2 separate regions of the Mus musculus genome follow, and region 1 is linked to region 2. A link is a contact called in public Hi-C data. All regions are on one chromosome and are shown on one strand. Each heading gives the region's core, a stretch centred on a gene start, on an enhancer-like site or on the middle of the called end of the contact. The rest is flanking DNA. Distances are from core to core; before and after follow the strand shown.

What was found. Hi-C and Micro-C count contacts between places; a contact is called where the count stands out from the background.
Region 1: a Hi-C map of Th1 cells shows a contact between it and region 2, with 1.9 times the contacts expected there. The contact joins two enhancer-like sites. A contact is called at or near these places in 2 of 39 promoter capture datasets (the C10 cell line and stem cell-derived epiblast-like cells), 3 of 484 Hi-C or Micro-C datasets (Th1 cells, bone marrow-derived macrophages and uterus) and 1 of 9 other capture datasets (adipose tissue).

Annotation. Positions count from the first base shown.
Region 1 is chr12:73,576,448-73,580,858 of GRCm38.p6, reverse strand. No RefSeq gene overlaps it. Among named protein-coding and RNA genes, the nearest start is that of Prkch, 6.1 kb to the left of the region's middle. Within about 2 kb of position 2,503, at least 21 of the 459 cell types and tissues checked have an H3K27ac peak or open chromatin away from gene starts, as enhancers often do. A contact at or near this core is called in Th1 cells, where this site is marked.
Region 2 is chr12:73,879,615-73,884,380 of GRCm38.p6, reverse strand. No RefSeq gene overlaps it. Among named protein-coding and RNA genes, the nearest start is that of Hif1a, 26 kb to the left of the region's middle. Within about 2 kb of position 2,445, at least 136 of the 459 cell types and tissues checked have an H3K27ac peak or open chromatin away from gene starts, as enhancers often do. A contact at or near this core is called in Th1 cells, where this site is marked.

The DNA of each region.
Region 1 (4,411 bases), core at 1,254-3,753, 300 kb after region 2:
AGCTGAAAAATGAAGAAGTAAAGAGTGTAACATAAAAACACAAGGTTTGGTCAGAACGAGGAGAATGTGCACTGAAGAAAAGGAGGCAACACTGGGAGAGGCTCTCAGAGAGTGGGTAGCAAGGCAAGACAGGAGAGGCGGCACCCAGCCCTGAAAATGCTGGAGCAATAAAGGGATGGGCCCTGCTTTAAAAGAAGTATCTAGCTGAGCTCATGTGGTCATCTGTGCCTCTAGACCCAGCTCCTGGGAAGTCTGAGGTAAAAGGATGACCTAAACCCAAATTCAAGTTCAGCCTGAGCAACACAGCCAGACACCAGCTCCAGGGTGAGAGAAATATCTATGTTTGTGTTTTAGTCTGCTTGCTAAAGCTGTCTGATTAAAGTCACACATGACAGTGAGATAGTTAGATTCCCCAAAAATGCCACAGGCAAAGTCCAGGTCACCTCTGATATCAGTCAAACTATTTCCTAGGGCACTCACATGCTCTCTTACCCTCTCTGCCCCTTTTGTCACATGCGGCCCCTTTTCTTCATCTCTTGCCCACATTTTTAGACAGGGTCTCTCTGTGTAGCTTGGAATGTCGCCATGCTGGTCTCAAACTTTCAGACATCCAGGGCTGTCTCAAAACAAAGAAATGATGATGAAAAAAAGGAGAAACCGGGAGCCGAAGGTACAGATCTGTAATCCCAGCACTCGTGTGGCAAGGTCTGGTGGATCTGTGTAGACATGGCTATCCGGGGACTCTACGTAGACCAGGCTGGCCTCAGACTCACAGGATCCACTTGCCTCTGCCTCCTGAGTGCTGAGATTAAAGGCATGAGCCACTTGGCAGGTTTTTTCTTCTCTCATTGTTTTCCTGGTTTTCTCCTCCAGGAGCTGTCTCCTTCTGGACAACCAGAGAAGAAAGCCACTGGCAGCTCCAGATTCCCAGCTTAGCAGCCCTGGCAGAGCAAAGATTTCCTTACCAGCATCTTCAAGCCAAAATCCAGGAAGATGAGTGACTTCCAGGAGACATTAGACAGGCCCAAGGTCTCCATGGGGGAGGGCTATCTGTTAGCCCAAGCCTCACCTGTGAATAGCTTTTATCCAGATCTGGGCCTGTTGTAGAAGAAAGGCAGATGACCAAGAAGTCCTTTATGTCTCTGCATCCTTCCCAGCTCACTACACGTATGTTATGCAATAAAGCAACCAATGATAGGGGCAGATCTGTGCCATCACTTTGAAATCTGTGCTACTGATACTTTGTAAACAAGTACCTTTTCCTAGTGCCTCTTAGCCACACACTAACTGAGCTTCTCTGTATGTGATTCCTAGCACATTTTTTGGGACATCATTATCTCCATCATCACCATCATCACCATCATCATCATCACCATCATCATCAGCGCACTGGGTTGACTGAATCACTGCCAATTTTCTGATTTCTTAAGGACCATGTCATGCAATGTTCATTCCACTTTTAAAATAGAATTGGAGGATGTAGCAAATGTCCCAGCCAGGTCAAAACTTACTTCTTGTTACTATGTCTCACACAGCCTTTGGGGAGCAATCTGACAGTGAACATCAAAGGACTCAGAGCTGGTCCTTACACTGGAAACATCTAGTAACACGTGGATGTGTAAGTAAATCCTAGAGTAACATCTCAAGGGACTACTATGCAGTTATTAAAAGTACATATCATTAACAACAAAAAAAACAGAGTAAATAACATTTAAAACTAGACTATTAAATTTAAATATGTTATAAAGTACACAAGATTCATATAATAAAATGTTATATTGCAAAATAAATAAAAACGGGTGTTAGATTGCTGTGCTTAGAAATAAATAATAGACTTACTTATCTCAAAAGGTTGTGGAGATAGACAAGTCACAAAAACCACGTGATCCATTGCTGGATGGAGGGTGCACTTTGGCCATGATATTGACTGCCATATTATAATATATTGAGCATCCACCATTGTAACGAGACGCTTGATAAACTTTGTTTGTTTGATCCCCATGACAACAGTACAAGTTTTATTAGACTCAGTGCTTTACAAATAAGGGAATCCAGGGTCAAAAGATTTGTACGAATTTGATCATAGTTAATACACAGTTAAGCTGGGTTTGGCTCATTTCTTTTTTTAAAGCACGCATACCTAAGCCCATGCTGGAGGGATTCCAGTCCTTAGTATGTTAGGAAAGTACTGCTGGTTCTGAGTAGAAGGCAAAGGAGGACACAGTGGCGTGCAGGGAGGGGTCAACGCGGTTCTGTTCCGTCTCCATCTCTAAGCATGCAGAGGAACATCTAAATAGGAGGGGCCGCCATGTCCTACTTCCGAGTGTTCCGAAAAGAACAGAGAATGCTCGATACTTCACAGAAACTAAGATTTCTCAGAATAGAAGAATGACACCCGTCTCATATGGAAAAGTGATACACATATTACAGGGACTGAGTAGAAAGACCCACAGTGTCACTGTAAAGCCTCTGAAGGGAACAGAGAATACAGGAAGTGCTTCAACCTCTTCAGAGGAAGAACTGAGGCAAAACAGAGACTGGGGAGAACAATAAGATCAGAGAGGTTTGTCAGCTCAGGATCCCGACACAACAACCAGCTAGGGTATCTGTTAGGACAAACAGCCCCTGAGGAAAGAGGAAAGAAGGAAAGGGTGTATAAAGGAAAAGCCCGACTGGCCATGTGTCCTCTGAAGACACAGGAAGAGGAGCCTTAAAACCCAAGTAAGACAGGTTCCCCAGACGGAGGACAGAACAGATCCTGAAAGCAATGTCCTTAAAGTACAGGCAAGTTAGTGACTCTATGTACTGTCTCCAGCCCAGTGATTAGGAGCAACAACCCCGTAAAATACTTCTGCCACTGCTTCCTAACAGGAAAATCAAGAGAGACTAAATATTCGATGTGCCTAAGAAAACAAATGCAAATCTCTCACACGATTAATTTACTTCTCTACATAACTCACCCAGCTGAATCTGCCCGGATCAGAGTGTCACAGTCAGGATCGCCTGCCTCCGAGGTTGGGTGTCACTCCTAGCAAACCACCACAGTCTGTTAACAAACAGACTCGTAAAGGCCTGATTATAGCTTCGTCAATTAAGAAAACACATTTCATATACAATAAAAAGATAAACTGTTTATGGGAGTCGAAACTAATTGCATGGAGTCACCCCAAACTTCTTGCCTTCACGTGTAATAATAACAACTGGAAATTAAACCAGGTCACGTGAGGCAAGAACCTTATTTCGGATTAAAATTTAAAACTTACTCTACGACTTCACTTTTAGCACTTTTTTCTTGGCACATAAAAAAGGCATTCAAGGAAGAAGCAAGGGAGCACAGCTTAGAAGAGTAATCATTTTTCTCTAAACCTATTATTAATACTGCCCATGGTCAGCTTCTCCCATTCATTTGTCTGGTTTGGTTCTGATCCATTAGCAAGTCAAGTGGTTATTAACTACAAGTATCAACCAAGTTATTAGCTGGTGTCACTTATGTGAGAAACTTGGGAAAGGAAAATGCCAGCCTGGGACCCTCACCCTTCAGGGGTTTTTCTCTGGTCCATTAAGTAACTGTCCATATATTCACTCATTCCATTCTGGATAATGCTATCATACTTGGATTATTAAGGTCTTCCACAATTACCTTTAGGTCATTTAAAAGAAACTTCACACAGAGATACAACACAGAGAGAGAGAGAGAGAGAGAGAGAGAGAGAGAGAGAGAGAGAGCGCCTTTGATTAAACCATTTATAGTGGTAAAATTTAATACACAAAATGCTTTTCATCAATTCAGATGATTGCGCCATCAAAGTCACCTGAGTGTGAATGGGGAGAGCATCTCTTGGATAAAGCCGCACCTGTTTGCTTACGATACTGAACATCTTACTTCTTTGGTGATACAGAGTGAACAAAACAGCAGAACAAATGGTTCAGTTGACCAGAATCCTGGTTGGCAGAAGACTTGTATAAGTGCTGGATTGCTGTAAATTTGGAAGGGTGTATCCCTGAATGTGAACAGCGGTTGTCACAGGTCATGAGTGGATTCAGAAGGCAGCCCATCCTAGCGGCAGGAGTTGATGCCCTACCAACCCTCACTGCCCTGCATGCTCCTTCTCCACTCTAGAGGTTATGAAGCCCACTCGGAGTAGTGCCTGATACGCAGAAAGCAACTTATAAAGTGTTGCTGTTGCTGTGGGCTCTTCTTATCTCTATTTTGTATTTTTTTCCATAGTGAAAACTTTACCAGTATAATAAAGGGTTTGAGGTCATATAAAAATTTCTAAAATTGGCTGGACATGGTGGCGCACGCCTTTAATCCCAGCACTCAGGAGGCAGAGGCAGGAGGATTTCTGAGTTCGAGGCAGGAGGATTTCTGAGTTCGAGGTCAGCCTGGTCTACAAAATGAGTTCCAGGA
Region 2 (4,766 bases), core at 1,196-3,695:
GCTACGGTCACAATGCTTACTTCTTCCCAGGACAATGTCTTCTATTGTCTGTAGCCTCCAACAGCTGGAGAGGCCTTGGAGTATGTAAACAGTCTTCCCTACCCATTTCATCAGAGTTCACTTAGCACTTGGCACATGGTAGGTGATCAATACTGTTTATCCAGAAGTCAATGTATAAACCCCGTGCACTGTTTTTAGGCGTCATTGATTGGTGGATACATTTTTAGTTGTAAAACTGAGCTTAATCAATGTTAGGAGTGCCTGGTCTGAATCATTGAATACTCATTAACATGTGCAGTTTTATTACCTCCGAGGTTGTTATAAGTAAAAACAAATGAACAGCAATAAGTCTCCTTGGTTGTTAAGTCATTTACTGAGCAGATAAGAATAATGAGAAGTTACCACACTTGTTTATACAACTTCACACGTGGAGGACCTTACGAAGTGAACTGTAGCTGGTATGTTTGTTTAAACGGGTTAACCATCACCCTGAATACCCTTGTCCTGGGTATACAATGAATTGCCCTGGCCATGATCTTCTGTGATAGCCTAAACTGGGACCTATATTGCCATCTGGGCTGTGGTTGAATAAATCAGGCAGTGGGGACAGGGCACAGTGAAGTGTAGATGCTGGCCGTGGCCCAGAGCAGAGTCAGGTGTGTGACCCCGGGAGATAATAGATGATGTGTTTCGATTTGTCACCAGGGAAGGAGTCACAGTGGTCTCCAAGGGCTGCATATGTGTTAGGCACAGACTCTGTGGTGGAGAGGGACTAAAAGAAGCCAACGAAGCTGCTGTGTATCTCCTGTCCTCTCATGACTGAGATTTTCTTCTGTTTCCTACTTCAGAAAGTGGGGGCAGTCATGAGAGAGTAGAGAAAAGTATGTCCCCGAGACCCTACTTTGAGTATCAGGGACACATATTGCTATATTTTAGAAATGCTCTTCTTACAATGTGAGCCTACATGATCTGTCAACAAACTAAAAACAGACATGAAAGGAAAGAGGAATTAAATTAAGGAATTGCTAGCTTCACTCTGTGGAGGCTATCCTTCCTGGTGAGTTGGAACAAATCCTTCTTAATTTCTGTAAAAAAATATATACTTAAAAGGGCATTTGTATTAGACATACTGTATATAACACATTTTTAAAAAAATATTTATTTTGATTTTATGTACATCGTTGTTTTGACTGTATGACACGTCTATGTGATGGTGTCAGATTGCCTGAACTGGGAGTTACAGACAGCTATGAACTGTTATGGTGGTGCTGGGAATTGAACCTATGTCCTCTGGGTCCTCTGGAAGAGCAGCCAGTGCTCTCAACTGCTGAACCATCTCTCCAGCCTCCTGTAATCTACTTTTTAAAAGTAAAAAAAAAAAAAGTGCCACAAATAGTCTTCATGACAAGAAGCAGATGTGTGTTGCATGGTTGTATTAAGGTATTCCATTTCATAAAGCCAACATAATTTATTTAGCTAATCTCCCACTGAAAGCCACTTGGACCCACTCCAGGTTTTCACTTCTGCATGCACACAATGAGCCACCAGCAAATGACTTTTAAAGCAAATATTCAAACACTTGTAATGAGATATTTTGGCACAAAATGTAGGAAAAGTGGACATGAAAGGAGTCCAAGGGAGAGGAATATTTCACAAACCGAGATCGTTCTTGATATAGAGGACAGAGTAACTAGGGAGGGGTGACAGAGGGATGGTGTAGAGAGGGGAAAGTACAAGGGTATGCAATGACATCCATGGACACAGAGATACACAGAGGGGCAACAGTCTGAGAGACAGGTCAATGACAGCATGGGGGGAGAAGAGAGATGGAAGGGGGGAAGGAGAGAGAGAGGGAGAGAGAGAGAGCAATACAATTAAACTGCCATCTAGGCTGCTTAAAGTCACACACACACACACACACACACACACACATGCTTATCAGCTTTGTGATAACTGTCAAAGTAGACAGTAGGATTTATACGATATACTTGATAGCATGTTATGAATAATTTTTCTGTGAGACATGTTTTAAATCCCAAGAGGGTTTTTTTTATTTTCTTTGTTTGTTTGTTGTTTATTTGTTGGTGAATGGGTTAAAATAGGAATATCTTTAAACTCTCAGACAAAGGAAACTAACCTGAAGAAATCCAATGCTCTGGCTGCTTTTGTGTGTCAACCTGGAGTCATCAGTGAGAGGGAGCCTCAGTGGAGAAAATGCCTCCATGACATCCAGCCATAAGGCATTTTCTCAATTAGTGATCAATGGAAAAGGGCCCAGCCTATTGTGGGTGCTGCCATCCCTGGACTGGTGGTCTTGGGTTCTATAAGAAAGCAGGCTGAGCAAACCATGAAGAGCAAGCCAGTAAGCAGCTCCCTCCATGGCCTCTGCATCAGGATCCTGCCCTGTTTGAGCCTGTCCTAACTTCCTTCAATAATGAACAGTAATATGGAAGTGTACGCCAAATGCACCTTTTCCTCCCCATGTCTTTGAGTGATAGTGTTTCATTGTAGCAGTAGAAACCTTAACTAAGATACCTCGTTCTCTATCACCTAGCACATACATCTGTGCATTCCAAGTGCTGAATACGGTCTCTTAAAACATTTAGAAAATCCTTTACTATAATTCTGGCCTTTGATGTCCTTAAGTGTGTATTCTATGGGCAGGGTTGGGGTTTAAGACACTGTATCATAGCTTCAGAGAAAATGAAAGGGAAGGCACTAGCTTCCCCTTTCTGCTGCTCTTCAGCCCACTTCCTCTTTCAGAAAAGTCACGGAAAGGTGTGAGTGTCTGCTTTCTCTGGACCATTAATCTTCTCTACATTTTGGAGTAGGGTGGAGTGTATTTTTGTGGAGACTTAGTGGGTGGCTTCATTTCTCGTGAAGAGTTCCTATCTACACTAGTGAGGAACAATGAAAACTATTTGTACAATGAACATCATATGCATATTATAATAAATTTGAGTTTCTGAAACACCAGCACATATACAGAGAATAATCTTGACTTATCTGATATGAATAAGATGATGATGATGGTGATGGTGATGGTGATGATGATGTGTGTGTGTGTGTGTGTGTTGTGTGTGATGTGTATGGCTGAGCATGACTGTGCAAGCCTGTAATCCCAGCACTCAGAGGCCAAGGCAGATAGATCTCTTTGAGTTCAAGGCCAGCCAGGTAGTGAAACCCAATTTAAAACCAAACCAAATCAAACCAACAACAAGAAAAGCCAAGTTACTGATGTGAAAATATTTGATTAATGCAAAGACTTAGGAAGTTCAAGGTTTGTGTTTTGCTTTGTGACAGAATTTTGCTATGTAGCCTAGGCTGGTCTAGAACTTGTGGCCTTCTTTGTTTCTATCTCTAGAATATGGGGATTATAGGTGCAGGCAACCATGCCCTCAAAATTCAGGCCTGAATTACTAGAACTTTTTTTATACTCCGGTATCTGTAGGGCCATTCCAAAGGCAGAAGTAGCTAAGACTTTTCCCCATACCTAGAAGACGAGGTAGAGGGTATGATTTGTGGCTTCCCCTTAGTTCTGTTCCAACATTCTCTTTCATATAGATAGAAACCTTGGGAAGTTGCCTTTCCCCTGTCAAACCTACAAAAGTGGCCAAGTTCCTCTTCTTTGAGCTAAAATAAACAAAAAAACTACTAAAAATAAAAAACTACTCAGGACTATTTCCTATTAATCACATCCAGTGTGGAGCCCTGTTCCATGTCACTTAGACCCAGAGCAAAGGAGGGAGAGGGTGGGGCCTGCTCTAAACTTTCCTAAGGGCACTTTAATTACATCACAAACTCAACAAGCCCAGCCCAGCAAGTTTGAGATGACTCAGCAAGGAGAGTCACTTAGAGCCATCCACCCCAACAGTATATAAGCATGCCCAACCATCACATGTCCTAGAAGTACATGGAATTCCTAAAGGAACACTGGAGTCAGTCCCTGAGCTGAGCTGACTGAGGGAATCCTACAATGCTGTGGGTCCTCCTCAGGGCTCCAGTCTTTGGATGCTATTGTTACCGTGTATCTAACTCTGTTTGCCAACTATCTCGGCAGAGGGTGTTGAGCCATATCCTTCCAAAGGTTCTGATCTGAGTCCTCCATTTGGAGAGGGTTTTTGATGCTATTCATATTCACATCTCTTCTTTGTTATATTAGGAATCTCTGTCTCTCTCTCTCTCTCTCTCTCTCTTCCTCTCTCTCTCTCTCTCTCTCACACACACACAGAGATTTAACATAAAAAGAAAAAAACCTTCTGACCAGCACATCACCAAGTATGACCTATTTCTTCCCTTTTTTTTTTCCTTTTTTATTCTTGTATCTACGTGTGATTTAGAACTCTACTCTACAAGCTTCTGTTCTGAAAGCATGGGCGCCTGTATAATTTGTTTGTCTTGTCATTCTGAGAGCTATTATGGGCACAGCCCAGACATCCTGTTTGTTTAATATGAGCAATGGCAACTTATTTACCGTAACAAATGTACTTTTTTATTCTTCTGAGAAAAAAGTCAAAGGAAATCCAAAGGACACATTTAAGCATTTCAGTATCTAATGCAGAGGATGCTGGAAAATCTCTGACACTACCTAAGGGGTTTCCTCAGTCTCACTCTCTGCTGTGTACCTACAGTTTTTGTATGGCTATAGATACATCACTGTAGCAGAGAGCAGAAGGCTATGTTTTGGGCTCCGATTGATCCATTTCTTCACTTTGAAATGCTTAAAATTGTCCAGTTCTAGTGAAAAGAAGAATATATAAGTATAT